Linked DNA regions of Arachis hypogaea: region 2 is linked to region 1. The links are chromatin contacts, called in public Hi-C maps. All regions are on one chromosome and are shown on one strand. Each heading gives the region's core, a stretch centred on a gene start, on an enhancer-like site or on the middle of the called end of the contact. The rest is flanking DNA. Distances are from core to core; before and after follow the strand shown. Region 1 has its middle 8.2 kb from the start of LOC140177020. Region 2 holds the start of LOC112727328 (protein REVEILLE 8).

Region 1 (4,253 bases), core at 709-3,208:
TTTCAGGTGGGTAAGCATCCCGTTGATATGGCATGTAGAACAACGCGTCTCTACTAATTTCTATTGACAAAACAGAATACAAGTTATAAGCAACTAGAATAAAGACTGGTTAACGACGAAATTCAGATTACCTTTTTCCCCATCTGAATGGTACTCAACAAATCAAAGTCAAAATAGGTTCGTGCCTGTAACGAACCAGTAAATCATTAGTCTTGCCACTTAATACACGTTATCATTTGAATAGCATTAGAAACCTAACCAACCACCCCAAAAGCTCTACACACAGCATCATAGCACTAAAATGAGTACACGGTAATGAACTATTCCTTGTCAAATAAGCAGAATAACTGATGACGTGGAGAATTAACAAACCCAACTATCAATCACACCAGAAACAAGTCAACCAATCATAGAATCAACCACTTGAACAAACAAACAAATAACTAGAACCAGGTGCAATAATCATCCGACTAAGTAAGCACTCCCGGTCTATCCTCCGCAGTGTGCATGTACCATACTAACAACGTGAAGCTGTGTATTACCAGCATACCACAGATTTATTTGTGATTAAAAACACAAGCTATTAATATCTACCGAATTCCAGAACCATATACCCAAAATTTTTTCCGCCATTATAAATAGTTTTCCAAATTTTTCAGAACCGAAATAATACGTCGTGAGATAATCATATTATCATTATCATCACCAGCTAAGGACAAATAATATAACTGGCACGTTCAAAATATTTGGATATTCAGTGTCTTTTGAGATTTTGAATTAATACATATTCTCTTGATTTATGCAAAACCTGGTTTCTTCATTTTATTTAATAATAGTACCAATATAGTTTCGAAAAGGTATGTATGTTCGAGCGTGAGAGGATAATTAAAAAAAAAAAACAGAGAGATGCGTTACTTGAAACAAGAAGTATACGGAAAGAAATGATTTGAAAGGACTATACGGTGTAATGTTTGTTGGTGCTAAGGTTTTTACATACCTAGAATAAAATCCAAACATACCCTTTGACATCTTCTTGAAATATATTTTGAATAAAAAAATAATTAATATGTATTTTATCATGGAATAATATTAACTAATCTTTTATATAAGAATAATCATCTGATATTAATATATCTTATTGAAAATCAAACTTCCATGGTCTAGCAAGTAACAAAAAAAGCTAGTAATCATGTGTTGGAAATCTATATTACACTATTAACCATGATTAAAAATACAACAAATAACCCCAACCCAGTTCAAAAACTTTATATACAAAGAGGTTTTGTAACATTAGAAATTGGCTTGCAGATTATTCCAAAAGTAAGCATATCAAACAACTTAAACAATATTCATAAAAAATCAAACATAGACCACCGTAAAATTAAATGAGTATTCACATCTGAATAATGGTTGGTTACCTAACTGAAGCAAAAATTAGGTCCCAAGACTTGAACAAATTTCACTTTCTTGGTAAAAATTTTAACCATCCATTCTCATAGTGAAGTAACCATCCCATTTAAATTGCATAACCAACTTATACTTATAGGAAACAAATTCATCAAAAAAACGTGCTCGAAACCAATTCGTGACTTCCTAATACCCGGGGATAGCACATATCCAAATTCAGTCAACCATTAAAAAATAAGACGACAAAAAGGAATTATTCAACAACATTAACATGTCACTATGCTTATTCACACTTATGGAAGTCAAACAAATTTATCAATAACCACAAGCAGCACAACGGTTCGAAAGAAATAATCAACTAAACACTTTTGTGAACATCTAAGCAGTAAAGACAGAGATAGCCTTTCACTGACCTAATAAGACTGCTAACATGGAGACGAGACACCAGCAGGGCCGGGACTTCAGCGGGAATGCGGGCGGCACGGGGAACGCGGACGACCGTTGCAGCAACAAGGGACCCGGACGGCGCAAACGGCGATGCGCGACAGCGCCAGGGCGGGTCACGTGGGCGGGGATGAGCGTCTCTTACACGACGACGGCGGCTCCATGGCTGCACGAGGGAGGCTTAAAGATTGACGGCAACAGCATAGAGGAGGGACGGATACAACATGGCGGCGACAAGGCCTTAAGTTCGGTCAGCTGTTCAAGTTGAAGGAGGAGCGATGACGGTGAATACTCTCGTAAGGGAATGCACGCTCAATTTTGGGGATAGAGGAGACGGTTTGACTACTAGGTCAAAAAGGGGGTTGCTGATTAGAATTGGTAAAAATTGGAATGGTTAAAATTAGGATTTGGAGGAAAATTAAGGTATAGTGTATTTTAATTGAAATGGGCCACTTTCAAAGCCCGTTTGTTTATGTTGGTCAGATAAGTCATTGGTTACCTAGCGTTGCCCTTATTGATATAATAGTTCAATTAATTCAACTGTGATCAACTGAAATAACTAAATTATAATAAAATAATATATAAAATAATAAATAAATACAAAAAATACAAATAATTAAATTATATTCTTATTTTAGTAATAACTATGTTAAATTATAATCTAAGTGTTATATTATAATTATAATCATTTGGTTAAAATCTATTAGTAGCTTATAATTTTTAAATTTGAACTGAATTTATTAAGAATTTTTAAATTTTAATTATTTTATTTTTTTCTTTTAAACATAATATATCTTTAAATATATATTTATTTTAAAATATGTGTAATATAATTTATTTATATTAATATTTTAAATACATATATAAATTATAATAATAAAAAAAGTTAATTCTTTTGTTATGAAAATTTAAAAATTAAATAGAAGTTATAAAAAAACGTTTTTTTTGTCTTGATAAACAAAATTTTAATGAAAAGATAAAAAAAAAAGTTTATTGGGCTCAATACTCCAGCCCATGTGCAACATAAGACTAAATATCCAAAAAAAAAGAAACCCTAATATATCACTATATCATTCAATTGTTATCCTATCCCTCTTCCATTCAAACAACAGCGGCCGCCCACTCGTATATTGCACATAAATAAGGATATTTCATTTTTTCAGAAAGAGAAAAAAGATGTACAAATCAAGCATTGTGTTCAAACCTTTAAGAACCACCACCGTATTATCACCGTTCCAAATCCGCCAGCTTTGCGTCATTTCGAGTCTGCCATCTCTTCGCATTGTTTGTCCTTACGCATTTTCGGATCTGCTGTCCCTGCCATTCCAAATCTCTCCCCTCTTGGCAGCGGCAATGGAAGTTAGGATTTTTCGATTCTTTTCTTTCTTAGAGAGGGAAGGGCAAGTTTTCTGAAGGTGAGAATGAGACTAAGAAGAGAGTGAGAAATTGAGAATAAGATTGAGGAGAGGAAGACGCAATAAGATTGCTGCGTTTTTTCTTTTCCAATTTTCATTTTTTTTAATAAAACAAAAAATGACGTCGTTTATAAAAATCAACTGGGTTTCGGTCTAGTTCAATTGATCAGTTTTCATCCAATTTAACGATTTTATAACAATTTTTAAAATGAAGGTTTTTTTCTGAATCAAACTGTAAATACTGTCGATTTCAATTCCGTCCGGTTTTTAGAACATTGCTTATAAGTTATAACATGACTCGCATGACTCCTGGTGCCTGGGACCTCGGAGTGATCTTTGAAGATCAATTGTATAAACCAATCAATGTATTAAATGAAGGCAATTCTTTTTCTCTTTTATGTTTGTAATAAAATTAGCTTTAAGGTAAATACACACGCTTTAAAACTTGAGGAATAAGTCTTGTAAACGATCGTTACAAAAACTGGTGTGCAGCCATGGCAGCAAGGTTCTTCCCCGGTGAGACGTTGTTCCTGTCCTAGGAACGTCACTTTCTCACGTGAGAACACGTGACTCACGAAATGTTTTTACGTTTCGAAAAATTCTTGAATATTTGACGTGAGATCCCGTGAAATATGAAAACATTTGGGACGTTTCTTTGTTTCTTTCTTTTAGAGCTGATGAAGAAGCTAAATGCAATGATCAATGGAAGAGAAGATCTGGACACACTGGTATCGGTGACAAATAGATCAGGTCTGATCAGGATCTAAAGAGAGAAGAGAGTTTGGAAAAGGATGGGTGAAGACTGAAGAGTATTAAGGATTGAGAATGCAATAGAATTAGAATTTGAGAATGGTTAAGTTAAATTAAAAAATAATTTAAAAATTTTTAATAATTTTTTAAATTTTATTTTATAGTTCATTTTTTATAAATAATTATAAATTAATTTTAATTTTTTTATAATTAAATTTATCAGTATTATAATTTTTA
Region 2 (4,253 bases), core at 498-2,997, 130 kb after region 1:
TCCTAAACTTTTCACCAAACTCAAAAATGATTAAACTTCAATCTAGTCTAATCATCTTTAAGTGTTAATCCAATTTATAAAAAAAAACAACTCGGTTCATCTACCTGAAGCTATCTTTATAAAGATAAAATAATAACTGCTTTTTTTTTTTTTATCTATCTCTCTAATCTTTTTTTTCTCATGACTTTTGTGTATGATTTCTCACATAATTAACAATATTCTTTTTTTTTTAAGGAACACATAATAGAAAGAAAAAAAATACTAAATACATTGGTATTTTAATAATTTTAATTTTAATTGTTGATTTTAATTATAAAAATATATAATATATATTAATTAAAATTAACAGTTAAAATACTAATGTTACAGGTATATTTAAAAACTTTTCTAATAGAAAATATGATATTCAATAAAACTCTAAGAAAAGAAAGATGGAATACGAAAAAGTTAGAATATGTTCAATATTTACTCTCTTCTTGAAATCAAAATGTGGTTGATTATTGCCATTATATAGGTGAGAAAATACTTCTAAAAAATAAAAATTAAATTCGGCATTTCCTAAATTTGCAACGTTGTTGTAGGGACGTTGGGTAAAATCACTAAAATGTGTCAGTTGTGATAGTATACATTTTAATCGACCTTGCACCTCCTATGAGTGTCAAATATGCAGATGCGATTTAATAATTGTCCTTGTGTGATGATGCTGTAATTTCCTTGATTCTTTTATCTTTGTCCCCAAATTTGATGATTCTTTTCTTTAGTGTATGGACTGATATTTTTGCTTCAAATTGTTTCGCTTTATTCGAACTGTATTGTTTGTTCAATGTGCTATGAAAACTGATCTGCTATGCTTATTGTTCTGTTTGGGATAAATTGGATCTGCATCACTTACATATTAAATCATATAATCATACCAAGTGTATATTGGCATTAGTCACCAAAATTTATGAGAATAAAATATATAAAATATATGTTAAAATATAAATTATATATTAAAAATAAATTAAATAACACATCATAATGATTATTTTTAGTGATTAATTTATATATACACATGATATTTTTTATAAACTATATATACCATATAGCCTTTTAACCTAATCAAATGTTTTTCATCATATAATCATATTTTATTGTTGCCGAAACTCAATACAATTACCTCATTTATAAGATTGATAAATGTTAAATGAATTTTCGGATAGTTCACTCATATCAAATTAATAATGGGAATTTTAACCCCTGGATTACAGGTCAGGCAAATTTTATGCGTTTAAATTTTAAAATGTACAACTTGACAAGCGTACAAATTAACCTTTTAAATGATCGAATTGCTCTTTTAAAACTAACAAGTTAAAGTGTACATGGTCTGTAATTTTTAATATAGTGTATGATTATAGTAATAAAATAATTTAATTAAATTATTCATAATTTTCTAAATTCTTTTATTAATATAGTGACCAAAAGAAACAACTTTAAAATTTATTAAAAAATAAGCAAACTTATTTAGGGTATTTTTATTTGAGAAATGTTATTTCAGTAACAAAAAGTATATCCACAATTAACTACTAAAAATGAATTATGTAAATTGTTCTTTTAAATTTTTTAATATTTATCAACTAAGAATAATTTGAAAAATCTATTTCTCAATTATTAGTCGTCTTATTGTTATTTGTTTTAGTTATTAAAATAACATTTCTATTTTCATTTTATTTTAAGAAGTTAAAAAATTGGGGTAACGAATAACGATAACGAAGTTGTGACTTGAAAGTGCAGGTCCTGGTTTTTTCTTTCTTTCTTTTAAGTCACCAAAAAAAAAAAAAAACTTGTACTTGAAAGCGCTAAAGTGCAGGTATAAGTGCGGCGCATGGAATCAGAAGTCAGAAGACATATTGGACGAAATGAAATTTGGTAATGCCGTAATGGTAACTGGTAAGGTTGGTAAACTAATTACTGCTAATTAGCATTTAGCAGTGGTAGTGGAAAAACTCGTGTTGGTGACAAGGCAAGCCATCGTGCACCACACATACACCTAACCCACCACCTTCGCCACATCACATCCTCACCACAACATTGTCACATAGACACATACTCTACTCTCTCTCTCTCTCTCTCTTATGTTTTCTGTGGCCACATGAACTCCAACAACACCACCTCCAATACTCAGTCAATGGTGACACCAACGCCAACTGCCACAACCGCCACCACCACCACTGCCACCGCCACTGATGCCTCTGCCAAGAAGGTCAGAAAGCCTTACACCATTACCAAGTCCAGAGAGAGCTGGACTGACGAAGAGCACGACAAGTTTCTAGAAGCTCTTCAGCTGTTAGTCTCTAATTTCCATTATTCTATTTTTATTTCTTATTTTCTTTCTTCTTTTATTAGGACAAAATAAAATTGCATTTGTATGTTCCTTGACTTGTTTTCGTGGTTCTTATTGCCAATTTGGAGTGTTTTTTTTTTTCATCATCCTTAGTATCCTTTTAAGTTCAAATACCTGATTTAGTTGACCTTTTTTTGCTGAAAGAGAAGAATAAGAAAATAAAAAAGAGAAAATAAAGAGAAATTGGTCCTTAGTATTTGTAGTTCGCTAATTTCAGATAAGAATGTATTTTCAATTGTTTAATTTTACTTCTCACATCTCACAGTTTATGCTTAATGGTAAAAAAGTAGTGTGATTGTTATATATAATGTTATGATTACATGCTGAAAATTTAAGCAAAGGCTATTTTGATAACAAGATTTCACAACTAAGCCTTGCTTTTAGATTCTGATTGATTTGCTTCGTACTAATTGGTTAAAATTATGTTCTTCATTTCAAATTTTTAAGTGAAGGACTCTGCATTTCAGTTACTGATATCTTGTGGATTATTCAGATTTGACAGAGATTGGAAGAAAATTGAAGATTTTGTAGGATCCAAAACAGTTATTCAGGTTAGGAGATCGCTCTTCGGCTATATTGTTCAGTATTGTTTTCATGCTTGTATTCTATTTGGTCATTGTTTGTGACTCACTATTAACTTTGCAGATCCGAAGCCATGCCCAAAAATACTTTTTGAAAGTTCAAAAGAATGGAACAGTAGCACATGTGCCTCCTCCTCGCCCTAAGCGCAAAGCCGCACATCCCTACCCACAAAAGGCATCAAAAAATGGTTTGCTTCTATATTACATGGTCATATTCTTTCCTATGAATTCACAACCTTACTAAGTTTTTGACATGAGTTTTTGGATTTCCAGTTTTGATGGCACTGCCAGCATCCATTGCTTATGCTCCTTCGACAAATGGCCTTGCACCTGGGTATGCCACATGGGATGAAGCTTCTCTGTTGGTGAACACCGGATCAAATAAATCATTGACCTGTCAAGATGAACTCAGCAATCTTCATGGAAATGAAGGCATGCATATTTCTTTTAAATTATTGTTTGTTTGATGTTAGTACACTATGTTGGCTGTGCTAAATGGACCTTTCCACAACTTATTATGTTATATGACGTTACTGATTCAGCTGATATTGGATCGAAGGGGATAACACAGATTAGTAACAGCAATCTTAATGGTGTCGGGAACTCAACTAGAAAGCTATTGTCTTCTGAGATACCAAAGCAAGGGAAACCAGCGCCAGTTATTCATGGTAATCTCATGTATATTGACTTTTATGTCTTGTTTGTTTACAAGTTGAATTTTAGCAATGGATGGTGATATGTCATTTTGGTCATGTTTCACAGGTTTGCCAGATTTTGCCGAAGTTTACAGCTTCATTGGAAGTGTTTTTGATCCTGATACAAATAACCATGTCCAGAAGCTGAAGGAAATGGATCCTATAAATTTTGAAACTGTGAGTTGAATGAATCTTCTGTTCATTTTGCTAAATGACATGCTGACAACTCTGCTCTGTCACAAGTAACTTCAGATGTGAAACTTAGTGGCATCATATGATAGAGATAGATGCACTTCGAAAATATCATTAACATACTATTATCGAATAAAGTAAAACTTCTAGGATTTATAGTAAATTTATAATGGATATGTGATGAGGATATGACGAAGAAGTTAATCCTTATGTGGTCCCTAGTAGCATAAAATGATATAGCTGTTCTTTAATTTAATTTTCGCTCCTGAATAACATTTTTTAATGATTGAGTTTGTCAAAGCAAGATTTGGGAGGACTACTTGATTATATCCATGTGGACAGAATTAAATCAACCAAATTATTTTTTTATGTGTCATGAGTTTTCTGTCGGTAGATTTGTGT

What was found. Hi-C and Micro-C count contacts between places; a contact is called where the count stands out from the background.
Region 2: a contact with region 1 is called in a Hi-C map of an unstated tissue, with 4 times the contacts expected there. The contact joins the promoter of LOC112727328 here to the enhancer-like site in region 1. A contact is called at or near these places in 2 of 8 Hi-C or Micro-C datasets (leaf and an unstated tissue).

The regions. Positions count from the first base shown.
Region 1 is chr12:39,130,598-39,134,850 of arahy.Tifrunner.gnm2.J5K5, forward strand. No RefSeq gene overlaps it. Among protein-coding and RNA genes, the nearest start is that of LOC140177020, 8.2 kb to the left of the region's middle. Within about 2 kb of position 1,959, at least 2 of the 3 cell types and tissues checked have open chromatin away from gene starts, as enhancers often do.
Region 2 is chr12:39,260,184-39,264,436 of arahy.Tifrunner.gnm2.J5K5, forward strand. It overlaps LOC112727328 (protein REVEILLE 8), which reads left to right and starts at 1,748. Exons shown (of 9, transcript XM_072209188.1): 1 at 1,748-2,325; 2 at 2,877-2,934; 3 at 3,029-3,152; 4 at 3,238-3,396; 5 at 3,507-3,632; 6 at 3,727-3,836. The coding sequence starts at 2,132.